Linked DNA regions of Zea mays: region 2 is linked to region 1. Evidence: chromatin contacts called from public Hi-C data. All regions are on one chromosome and are shown on one strand. Each heading gives the region's core, a stretch centred on a gene start, on an enhancer-like site or on the middle of the called end of the contact. The rest is flanking DNA. Distances are from core to core; before and after follow the strand shown.

Evidence for each region. A called contact is a pair of places that touch in the nucleus more often than the background predicts.
Region 2: a contact with region 1 is called in a Hi-C map of ear, with 3 times the contacts expected there. The contact joins the promoter of LOC100192701 here to the promoter of LOC100383357 in region 1. A contact is called at or near these places in 4 of 25 Hi-C or Micro-C datasets (ear, endosperm, leaf and 1 more).

The regions. Positions count from the first base shown.
Region 1 is chr3:172,057,009-172,059,657 of Zm-B73-REFERENCE-NAM-5.0, reverse strand. It overlaps LOC100383357, which reads right to left and starts at 1,360. Exons shown (of 15, transcript NM_001176013.1): 1 at 1,218-1,360; 2 at 890-1,033. The coding sequence starts at 1,013.
Region 2 is chr3:172,304,590-172,307,238 of Zm-B73-REFERENCE-NAM-5.0, reverse strand. It overlaps LOC100192701, which reads right to left and starts at 1,358. Exons shown (of 9, transcript NM_001137904.3): 1 at 1,091-1,358; 2 at 875-903; 3 at 705-778; 4 at 469-570; 5 at 298-301; 6 at 87-178. The coding sequence starts at 1,290. It overlaps LOC100284088, which reads right to left. Exons shown (of 9, transcript NM_001156986.2): 9 at 2,325-2,581. The coding sequence ends at 2,499.

The DNA of each region.
Region 1 (2,649 bases), core at 111-2,610:
AGGGACTACGAGGGCTCAAAGCACGAGTAAAGATCTGGCCTATAGGGGGTGAACCCTCATGTTGCATGGGGGACCAGCTTTCATGGCCTTTCTCGGTCGGGGCTCCGATCGAGCTTCTTCTTAATATAATACTGTGTGGGTGGTCTTTTCCCTACTGGCCGAGTTTTTTTAGATTACACAGTAGTCCAGCTAGAATGACGAATTATATTATCAAAAGGTTAAAAATAGTCACGGAGTAATCAAAGCCAGAAAGATGAGTTCTTTCCACATGTCAGGGACACGACACAGGGTGATAGTATTATATTGCTGTTGTTAGAGTGGACGCACTAACCAGTTCAACCCAAAAGTTCTTTTGGGTTGAACTGATTAGTGCTTCCACTCTAACAGTTGTAATAAGCTTTACCTAAGAATTTCTCCTGGTAGGACGAATTAATGCAAAAAAAACTAGTATTCCCAAAGGAGACACCCCTTCGGTCAGCAACAACCAATGTAACTGAGCAAAAAAGCCATCGGTGCTGTACCTAGCACTAGCAGGCAATAGAACAGCAAAAAGAAACAGCTACATGAACCAAGGTAGTATCATGCTAAATCTACCAAGTAATGATTTTCTACAGCGATGTAGATGATGCAGTGATGCACCGCAAATTAAACAAAAAAAGAACTGACAACTCATTGACAGCTGACAGTTCAAAAAAAGGTTATCTTTTTACGCTTCTGATAGCAGCAGGTAGAAGCTACTTAACGCTGGGCATAACTAGAAGCTACAAGACTGACGAGCATTAGCAAAACAACACTTTACCATCCTACGGGTCAGGTCACAGACCTAACAGTAGAGCAAAAAAACCTAGATTGAAAGCAAATTGTTGGAAGCTTGAGCAAGGCCACCCACCTACGGAGACGCCGATGTCCGTGTCCGCGACCTGGTTCTTGCGCAGCTTCCGCTCCAAGTGCGCGGCAATCCATATGGTCCCGAGGGGACCCTTTTTGGCCAAAATGAACTGCGAGTAAAACATCTCCGACTCCCCTCCTTACGCTGAGAAGGGGCGAACCCAGAAAAAAAAAGTCAATTTTTTGCGAAGACAATCGAAGTTAGCTGGCAGAAGACACGTGTACACTTGTAATTAGATCAGATCCGAGTAGAAATGCCAAATAGCGTAAGCTAGGGTTTGGGTGCACGGTTTCGCGCGGCAGGAAGGAAAAAGAAAGGGCGGGCATACCTCCAAGGGCATACCTGGAGGGTGCTCGTCACCGGAGCGGCACGGCGAAGATCTGGCGTCGAGCGGCAGCAGCGGTCGCTCAAGCGTCGCCACAGGCGAGAGGGACTGAGCGCGCACGCGGGGGGTGAAGGGAAGAAGAAAAAAGCAGGGGGGGAGATACTCCCGTGGAAATTTGTCTGTGACAGGAGCGGGGCTTTGCTTGGACTTGGACGCCTGCGTTGGCTGTGAGAACTGAGAAGCTGAAGCTGCTGCAAGCTGAAGACAAAAGTGACACACGTTTCGTGCACTCACCCCTGTGGTTGTTCGGAATATTTTTTTCCAGCCCTGGCGCTGCAAAATTAGCAAAACACCTCCTCGAGCTCGAGCAGTGAGTCTGTGTGTGAACTGACAGTGATGAAGTGACCGTGGCATCGTGCGGAGGAAATGTCACGTGGCTGTGGAGGTGGAGATAGCGTGCCGCACATTGAATTTAGCGGATAAAGTGCTTCCTCTAATTAAAGTTTATTTCGTATTATATCAAATGTTGGAATATTAATTATGAGAATTAAATATAGCTTTAATAAATTTGTCTCGTCTTTTATTATTTATCTGTGTTTTAGTTTTACACTTAGATTATATTTAATATCTATAATTATTATACAAATATTCTATATGGCAAAGACTACAGTTAGTTGAGTGGATCCAAACAAACATTCTATGTGAAGACTACAGATTCAAACACCCCCTGAAATATGTGTTGGCGTGGTTGGATCTCCTATCCGTGTGCATAGGAATGACAGTTGGGCGGGTACCCGTGGGTTTTCGATCCAATAGGGGACATGGCAGTCTACGGGTTCGGCGCGGGTATTGAACACTACATGACGGTTTTCCATAGGTGCGAACAGTATGCAAGCCTAAAATATGGCCCTATAACGTGATATATATAAGGTAGAGGCCCAACTGATTCGCTTGCCCTAAAGTCATCGCTTCCTTATTCCCTGCTTCCTCCATTATTCCCCGGCCACACGTGCACCACCTATTACTCCCCACATGTTGACGCGGCACCGTCCACTACTCCCCCACTGGTCGTTGTGGCGCTGCCCGCTGCTCCAGTCTCTAGGTGCTCCGTGCTCCTCCCACTGGTCGTCGTAGTGTCGCATTTTCGTAGAGCCGAGGAGAAAACTTCCCACCACGTTGAGAAATCACTCAACCTTCCCTCCCTCTCCCATCTTCCTTGCTCTGTTGCGCTTGCGCTGGCCCTAAGATTTACATTGCCTCCTCTCTGACACCTCACCCTCGCCTCCAGTGGGCCAAGCTGCCTCCTCGCGACCTATGCGCGACTGTAAACAAATGCCTATTTTGTTGCTCGGTCCAGGGAGCATTGAGCAGGAGGCACAAGGAGGTTGATTCTTCAGATTTTAATCTGAGATAGGGTTCAAGTCGGATGCAGATT
Region 2 (2,649 bases), core at 109-2,608, 250 kb before region 1:
CCATGCTGGTAAGATGAAGGTGCTATAGGCTACCCAAGAAACCAATGCTACGGTATGACTGATCTGTCAAAGACCTAGGTACTAACCGTAACGTTATACTTGAAGTAGAGGTCAAGGGCAAGGGTGAAATACTGTAATTCATCCTGAACCACAGGGGCAGAGCAGGTTCCATGTTTCTCTGAAAAATGAAACTCCATGTTAAGGGTATGCCAGTCATGCAATTATCAGAAACGTCTGCGCAAAGCATAATGTCAGACTATTTTGCAAGTAAAAGTCATTGAAAACAAAGAACATTACCCCACTGAAGATGAGCAACAGGCGAATTGAGCAGAAAACGTCACCCCGTAAGACAAAGACAACATGAAAAGGAAACAGCAAAGAGGTTCAAACTGAGGCATAATGTAGCCTTTCGGAGTTAAATAGCACAATGGACGAATCTAGTTCTGAATTCGGATGTTACTACTGCACCTCGTGAGCCCAGAAGAGTCCCTTGCCGCTGAAGCATGTTCCAGATTTGGAGCAGTAGAGGGACGGCCAGTACTTGTCAAGCACCTCCTTCAGTGGCAATATCTACACCACCAGATGATGGCACGAAACCATAAATCAGCACGGTTGTTGAGAACTCGTCCACAGAACCAAACGCGACAGGAGGACCAAACGGAAGCGAAAGCAACCCGCTGTGAGGCCGTGGGTCAGGCAGTCACCTTGTCCATCTCGAATTGGGTGCGGCGGCAGCACGACGGCCAGGTCCCGTCGTCGTAGTCCGGCCATAGCCCGTCTGCTCGAGCGGCAACAGTCGCGAAATTCAGACGAAACCGATCCCGTATTCACCTGACGGAACATATGAACAGAAATCGAAAGGCCGAGCACTTACGGATCGTGAACGTCTGGAGAGGCTCCGAGCTGTACGCGGGGCAGGACAGGAGAGACAAAAAAAAAAGGGCGTGAGGTCTCGCATCGACCAAAACGAAATCGGATAGCAGAAAACTGATCTACGGGGCGAGCGGCGAGCTCTCGGCGTTTGGACGGGAGGATAAGATAGGGGAAGGGAGCCACCGGTCGGCGGCGCGGCACAGCGCGGAGCACGTACCGGCAGCAGCCGTTGGTGGCGCAGCAGTGGCGGGTGGAGGCGCAGATGGTGCCGGGCCACTGGAGGGAGAGCGCGAAGTAGTCGAACTCCCGCTGCGGCTTGCTGCCCAGGGGCGCGCGCGCTGAGCCCAGGTCGGACAGGCCCGATGCGACGAGCACCCACACCGCCAGCACGCACGCCGCCTTCGTCGCCATCGTCATCGCCTGCCTCTCCTATTCTGCCTCCGGCAGCTCAGCTCAGTACAACTGTACCACAACTCTTCGGGGCGATGAGGCCAGGTGGGGGGGCTGTATCAACGCCAACGGTGGTGGCTCGGAGGGGCTAGGAAACGGCCGTCTCGCTGCAAGTGGGGCCCCGCGCTGCCGTATCGGGGACCACCTCTAATTTTGTTTTCCTTTTTGCCCCTTATTAGCTGCTAAAAAACTTTTTTTTGTTGCGTATCGTGATTATCTCAACGGAATGGAAGAACTGAAGAAGATAGCGCGGAATATCCTTGGCCTCGCACTCGCACATGGGTTTGATACGGAATATCCTTGGCCATCAGCATCGGCCGTAGCCGGTTGCGATGCGACGAAGCAACTAGCCAAGCCAACTAACCGCAAACGAGATGCGTGCAGCGATAAGACCAGAACTGAAAAGTGACACGCAACCAGGAACAACGCAAGCAGACTCTCAACTCCTCGCGGAGAAAAAGTATGAGACACGAGCCCTAGCTTGGGAACGCTATTTTACGAAGGTATTTTTATTTTTCAAGAAAAGTCAGTTTATTTTCCTTTACAGAGCGTTTAGATCCATTTATTTAGTAGAAATTGGAATTTATTTAATAAAGTAATCTATTTAGTTTGAAATTTGATATTCCACCAATTTTCAAAGTTTAGAGATAGTCTATCTCAAATTCATGGAGTAGAGGAAAAAATAATTTTATGTATAAGTAGAATATATTTATACTCTACAATTTATAATACGCTTTTAGACTAACTACTCTATAGTAAAAATGTAGTACATAAATATCTCTGATATTTTATTAATAATAGTATATAAATATATTTTACATAAAACTGTATTAGCTTAATTGATGTGTCTAAATTATTATTATTAGAATCAAATTAAATTCCAATGATCCAAACAGGGCCGTAAGGAAATGAGAATAATTTGGAAAAAAACGAAGTTGTCAAACTATCCTGTGCACGAATCTGGTACAGTCAAGTGAATATAATATACATTAACATTCACATTTCATTTCCAAATCCCGGTGCGCGGTGGCCAGTCATTCGATACTGTGAATGAAAGAATTATACAGGACCATACCGGGCCGGTAATTTTGCAAGCACGCCGTGGCGTCTCGCTCTATTGATATTTGATACAAACTCGGCTCGGCAGAGGCCCACAGAACCTGGAGTCCTGGACGCTACTCAGAGTCAGACGTACGCATGTAGCTCGGAACCTCGCCATTGGATTGGTTGTTGATCCCCTCCGTAGTATTGGCCACCACTGCAATCGCAATCACAGTGTCCGATCAGAGTAGTGCAGCGGCAAAGCCATGACAAATCTGGACTCAA